Linked DNA regions of Danio rerio: region 1 is linked to region 2. The links are chromatin contacts, called in public Micro-C maps. All regions are on one chromosome and are shown on one strand. Each heading gives the region's core, a stretch centred on a gene start, on an enhancer-like site or on the middle of the called end of the contact. The rest is flanking DNA. Distances are from core to core; before and after follow the strand shown. Region 1 overlaps miip (migration and invasion inhibitory protein). Region 2 holds the start of znf362a (zinc finger protein 362a).

What was found. Hi-C and Micro-C count contacts between places; a contact is called where the count stands out from the background.
Region 1: a Micro-C map of caudal fin shows a contact between it and region 2, with 3 times the contacts expected there. The contact joins the enhancer-like site here to the promoter of znf362a in region 2. A contact is called at or near these places in 2 of 18 Hi-C or Micro-C datasets (caudal fin and an unstated tissue).

What each region holds. Positions count from the first base shown.
Region 1 is chr11:43,119,314-43,122,355 of GRCz12tu, forward strand. All of the region lies in intron 16 of miip (migration and invasion inhibitory protein), which reads right to left. All of the region lies in intron 1 of LOC141376672 (a long non-coding RNA gene), which reads left to right. Among named protein-coding and RNA genes, the nearest start is that of tnfrsf1b, 13 kb to the left of the region's middle. Within about 2 kb of position 1,783, at least 6 of the 62 cell types and tissues checked have an H3K27ac peak or open chromatin away from gene starts, as enhancers often do. A contact at or near this core is called in caudal fin, where this site is marked.
Region 2 is chr11:42,949,946-42,953,037 of GRCz12tu, forward strand. znf362a (zinc finger protein 362a) reads right to left here and starts at 1,806. Exons shown (of 9, transcript NM_001077733.1): 1 at 1,750-1,806.

The sequences.
Region 1 (3,042 bases), core at 533-3,032, 170 kb after region 2:
TGTCCTGCATAGTTTAGCTGCGACTCTAATCAAAAACACCTCAACATGCCAATCAGTAGCCCCTTTTACACATACAGACATTTGGGAAATTTACCGGCAATTTTCCGGGAAGGTGTGTATGTGTGAACAGGTCCTTTTTGAAAATATCGGTAAATTCATTCTGGCTATTTTCCGGAAAGGGAAGTTGTAACATTAGCCCCTTTCACACACTGATACCAGTAAATATCTGGAAAATTACCGCAACGACTTTACCAGTAAATTCAAAATAGCGCTGTTCACACAGACGAGGACATTACGGAATTTTTCCTGGAAAAGAGCATTCACACATCCTTTCCAAAATACCGGTAAATTCTGACATCATTAACCAGAAAAGAGCTCTAAAAGGCTGCGCTTGTATTTGTAAACATTTCACTACATCACAAACTCTTTGGATAATCAGTATTGTGAACAACTTCGATGAAAACATACAGAAGAACACTTTCGCATGTCGAGATGTTCATGATATGTGTGTGTGCTGGCGCTCACGGGCTGTTTCACGGGCACATGCAAGGTTGAAGGTAAACAAACAGCGGCTTATCATAAGCATCTTATCGATGATTATTTACACAGTTGGCATTAAGATGAACATATAAACGTTATCTGACTAACATCTAGCAGCTAAATGTGTCTTGGAAAATATTCAAAAGCTTTTATTCCCATAAACCGCGTGTACGTGAATGCATCTGACTGTTGTGATTGGCTAAAGCAGACGTCTCACGTCAGCACGTTCTAGACGTGCACACGCTCTTTTCGGCAATCTTCCTTCTGCGTTCACACAGTGCAGCATTCCGGCAAATTATCGGTTATATTATATCGGTTATCGGGTAAATTATCGGTTAAAAGGACCTGTTCACTCATACAGACCTTTCCGGAAAATTGCATGACAACACTAGTCACAGTTATAGTAAAGATTATTGTAGGCATTGAAAGCAATATGGGTGATTCTTTTGCATGTATATTTGACATTTCAAAAAGGTGAGGAATAAAACTCTTTAAAAACAGCAATTATTTCCAGAATCTTATTGTAAGCATATTTAATTTTTATAATTCAGCTTTTTTCCAAACATAAATGATTAAATGTTTTACTTTTAGGGAAATAAACAGTTTTTCTATTGTTTGGGAAATCTGCTTTGGATGATTTGGTAATGAATAGAAATAATAAATCATAGCAAGAACAATTCTTAAGGGTAGTTACTAAATTGTAAATGAATTGACCATAACAATGTTATTATTTTTATTTTTATTTATTTATTTATTTATATTTTTTTGGCCCACCTGGAATGTCACTTGGCCCACCCTAAAGTTCCAATCTGTAGCCGGACCTGTTTCCCCATTCAGACAGAATGCCCGAGTATACTGCCTGAGAGGCGTTTTAAAGATGGCCGCTGAGTGAAATGACTTTCCTTTAGCATTGACTTTTCTTCAGAGTCGTTTTCATATAAACAAGTATGTTCACTTAGCATAATTCCTAAATATCCGCAAACACATTAAGAGCCTTTTATGCTTCAGAAGTGTAGAAAACTTACATACAGCACCTTTTAAGCCTGTATCAACTAATTGCAAGTATATTCTGTGATGCATTGTGGGACTTTGCTCTTCACAAAGCATGAAACGACACGTTAACCTTTACCCTAAGCTATTTTAAGACATCATTTTGTTTCTCACTGACTTTTGAAGCGGTCTTTAAATGAGAAGTTAGTTTTAAAATAGTCTCAGACAGAGAGGAAGCAGGAACCAAACTTGTGTGTGTTGCACAAACTCCAACAAGAGCAGTAAAAACATTGCTTTATGCTCTGTTATGCCTCCACTGTTTCTTTGTTTAGTTTACCATAAGTTGCATTTAATCGTTTGGGTGTTTTTGTTATTACAGGCTCTTGGCAATTGACTTGAGAAGGAAATCCAAAACAAATGTTGCAAAAAATAAAAACCCCAAATGAACAGGAAGTGAAAATGGGAATTAAGACAATGGAGGAGGCGCGAAGATGTGCTGTGACTCATGTTGAGGAAATATTTTTCTGCTCCATTGAAGTTAATCACATATGAACAATGATGATAACAATAAAAATTATACAAACTGTTGCCAAATATTTCTGGCTTGTGCATTGTTAGTTTGAGATAATACGAGTAGCTTGTCGTAATTTAATCATGAGACCATGAGTCATTTTTCTGCCATGAAACTTCTATAAACGGAAATTACTACAAATAGTGCAAATAAATACTAGTGCAAATAAAATAAAAGAAACATAAATAAATAAAAATGAATAAAATAAAATATAAAATGAAATGAATTAAAAAATTAAATAAATAAATAAATAAAATAGAATTTTTTTTTATTTTAATTCAATAAAAAAATGTTTTAAATAAAGTAAAAAAATGTATTATAAAATAAAATTAAAATTAAAATAACAAAATAAAATAAAAAATAAAATAACATAAAAAATAAAAATAAATAAATAAAATATAAAAAAAAATCAAATAAAAAAAAATTTAAATGAAAATGAAATACAAATAAAATAATAATAAAATAAAATAAAATAAACAAAAAATGTAAAAAAAATAAATACATAAAAATAATACAAAAATAAAATAAATAAAATATTTTTTGTAATAAAATAAAACAAAATGTAAAAAAAATTAAAATTACAATAAGATTTTTTGTAAAAATAAAATAAAACAAAATGTAAAATAAAAAAATTAAAAGAACATAAAATCAACATTATCAATGCTGTAAAAGGTCCCTTATAGAACTGAAAATAGTCACATCTATGGCATGAAGATTTCAATGACTGAACAACACTTGAAAACACTCTCCATCAGCTTTGGGGGACTAAAATAGATTTAAAGCATAACATTACCTGTCTAACAGAAATACTTCAGCCATGGTGTCCTCCTTCCTCCAGCGTGCAAAACTAACTCCGATATTGATTCGGGATTTTAAAAAGTTGATTCAGCATTGTCAGTGCTGTCACTCTCTCGTGTGCACGTGAATGCGGCGGGTCTGTG
Region 2 (3,092 bases), core at 556-3,055:
TTAAATATTATTTAATATACAATCAAATATCATATTATTATAATAATGTAAGGTTATGTAATAACAATATAACAAAATAAAATATCCATTATGAAGCAGTCCAGCCGTCAAATTTATAATATAGAGAGAAGATTTCTTCAACCCATTTCTAAACATAATAGTTTTAATAACTCATCTCTAATAACTGATTAATTTTATCTTTGCCATGATGACAGTAAATAATATTTGACTAGATATTCTTCAAGACACTTCTATACAGCTTAAAGTGACATTTAAAGCCTGAACTAGGTTAATTAGGTTAACTAGGCAGGTTAGGGGAATTAGGCAAGTTATTGTATAACGATGGTTTGTTCTGTAGACTATCGAGAAAAAACAAAGCTTAAAGGGGCTAAAAATTTTCTCCCTAAAATGGTGTTTAAAAAAAAAATCAAAAACTGCTTTTATTTTAGCTGAAATAAAACACACAAGACTTTCTCCAAAAGAAAAAATATTATCAGACATACTGTGAAAAAATTCCTTGCTCTGTTAAACATCATTTGAAAAATATATAAATTTAAAAAAAAAAGATAATTTTTTTTGAAGGGGACTAATAATTCTGACTTCAACTGTATATATATATATTGTAGATGGAAAAACATTTTTAAAAAAGGAATCATTTACAATGTAACAATTGCATTAATTTAAAAAGTCGAAAAGAAGATTAAATGATATAAAAAAACAGCAATATAAATAAAAGTTAAAAGGATGCTTTCAGGACTTGGGCACTATGGCTGTAATTGCATTGTAATGCATCTTTAAAACAAATAAAAATAATTACAAACACACCGATTATAATGTAACGCATCATTTTATACCTTGCAAACTAGAAAGCTTCCTATTGACATTTAATGAAGTTAGATCAATTCTGTGAGTCACAGGATATCATTTAAAAAAACTGAAAGTGCAAATAAACATCGCAAAACAGCGTGCAAATATCAAATAAACATCAAACGAGAGATTGACACGTCTTGTGGTCTTCAAAATGAACTGATGAAAAACTTACTCAACTTTTTCTTTTATTCTGTCGGCATCCTCGAAAAGCTTCCCAAATAAAAGCGCGCTCTCTTTTGATCAAAGATTACATTAAGAAATCGCTCGCAAAATAACGCGAACGGACGCGTTTGGTGCCTTGCGAGAGCGCAGGTCTCCGGTGTCTGCCTCTCCCACATTCTCAGACAGTTTTATTAAAAATTTCAGACAAAAGGAAAACAAAAATGGCAGCCTGTCTTATTTTTATAAGGACAGGGCGCCATATTCTGCAGATCCCAATTTTTTTAGCGACAAAAAAATATAGCGCGTGCGTTCAGATCCAAGGCGCGACGCGTAAAACGCCGCATTATTTGCATTAAGTGCGCGAATGATTGTTTACTTAGATCTGCAGGTTTGAATAGCCCGGCTGGAGGAGGAAAAAAAGAGAGAGGGAGAAAAAAAAACGAGACTTCCTACAACAATCATGCGATGCGAACAAATCACGCAGATGGAAACAGACGCGCATCAATGTTACATTTCCATCGCGACGCATCAATGCAAAAGCGTGCAATTGCGTTATTGTTGCAACGCGAGCGTGCTTTTAGATGGCTTTCTCTTTTATTTGAACTTTTTTGCTCACTCGAAGGACTACAAGAACTAGCATCGTTTTCGCGCGTCGTGCAAATGTGCCCAAAAAATTAATATGCAGTGGTGAAGATGAGAAGAAAGCGACAGACATACCTTGCACACCTCGACGGAGGATTTATTAGATGTAATTATTGAAAGCTTGAGATGTTGTTTCGGCTTTGCCTTCAGAGGGAGTTTCAGACCTTCCGGGTCGCCTGGTGTTCACTTCTGGGTGCTGCAGCTCCACAGATCCATATATGAGCACATTTACAGCCATCAAATCACTAAAAAACATCTCTTGTGCACATTTCTCGTGTCGTTAGCTATCGTTTGCAGGATATGGAGCATACGTGAATGGAAACTGAGATGATGATTAACTCATATCAGATTCACAAACATATACTGTACATTTACTCCTATTTATACGCCTCAGCATTAAATAATTTTGTCTATGGGGCTTTCAAGGGGGTCTGGAAATGTTTAGAGATTTTAATTAATAATAATAATAATAATAATAATAATAATAAATGTAAAACAAAAATATAATAGAAAAGTTATTTTGAAATATTTTATAAAACTAAAAATATTTGGAGATTTTTATATATAAAAAAATAATAATAATAATAATAATAATAATAATAATGTAAAACAACATTTCACTAGAATAATAATTTAAAATATTTTATTAAACTAAATGTTTGGAGATTTTTATATATTAATTAATAATAATAAATAATAACAAATGTAAAACAAATATACAGAATATTAAATATTTTATGAAACTATAAATGTTTGCAGATTTTTAAAATATAAATTAATAAGAATAAATAATATTAATAAAAATAAACAAATAAATAAATAAAATACAAAAATACAAAAAAAAATATTATTTTAAAATATTTTATTAACTTAAAATGTTTGGAGAATTTTTTATTTAGATTAATAATAATAATAATAATAATAATTTAAAATATTTTATAAAACTATAAATGTTTGGAGATTTTTATATATTATTTAATAATAATAAATAATAACAAATGTAAAACAAATATACACTAGAATATTATATTTTTTATGAAACTATAAATGTTTGGGGATTTAAATTTTTTATATAAATTAATAATAATAAATAATATTAATAATAATATTAATAATAAATAAATAAATGTAAAACAAAAATCCCCAAAAAGTATTATTTTAGAATATTTTATTAACTGGAAATGTTTGGAGAATTTTTAATGTAGATTAATAATAATAATGATAATGATGAGTAAAAAATGTAAAGTAAAAATTACACTAGAATAATTATTTTAAATATTTTATAAAACTAAAAATGTTTTAAGATTTGTAAATATAAATTAATATTAACAATAAATGTCAAACAATAGACTAGAATAATTTTAAATATTTTATTAAACTGTAAAAATGTTTTGAGATTGTGTTTAATATAAATTCAT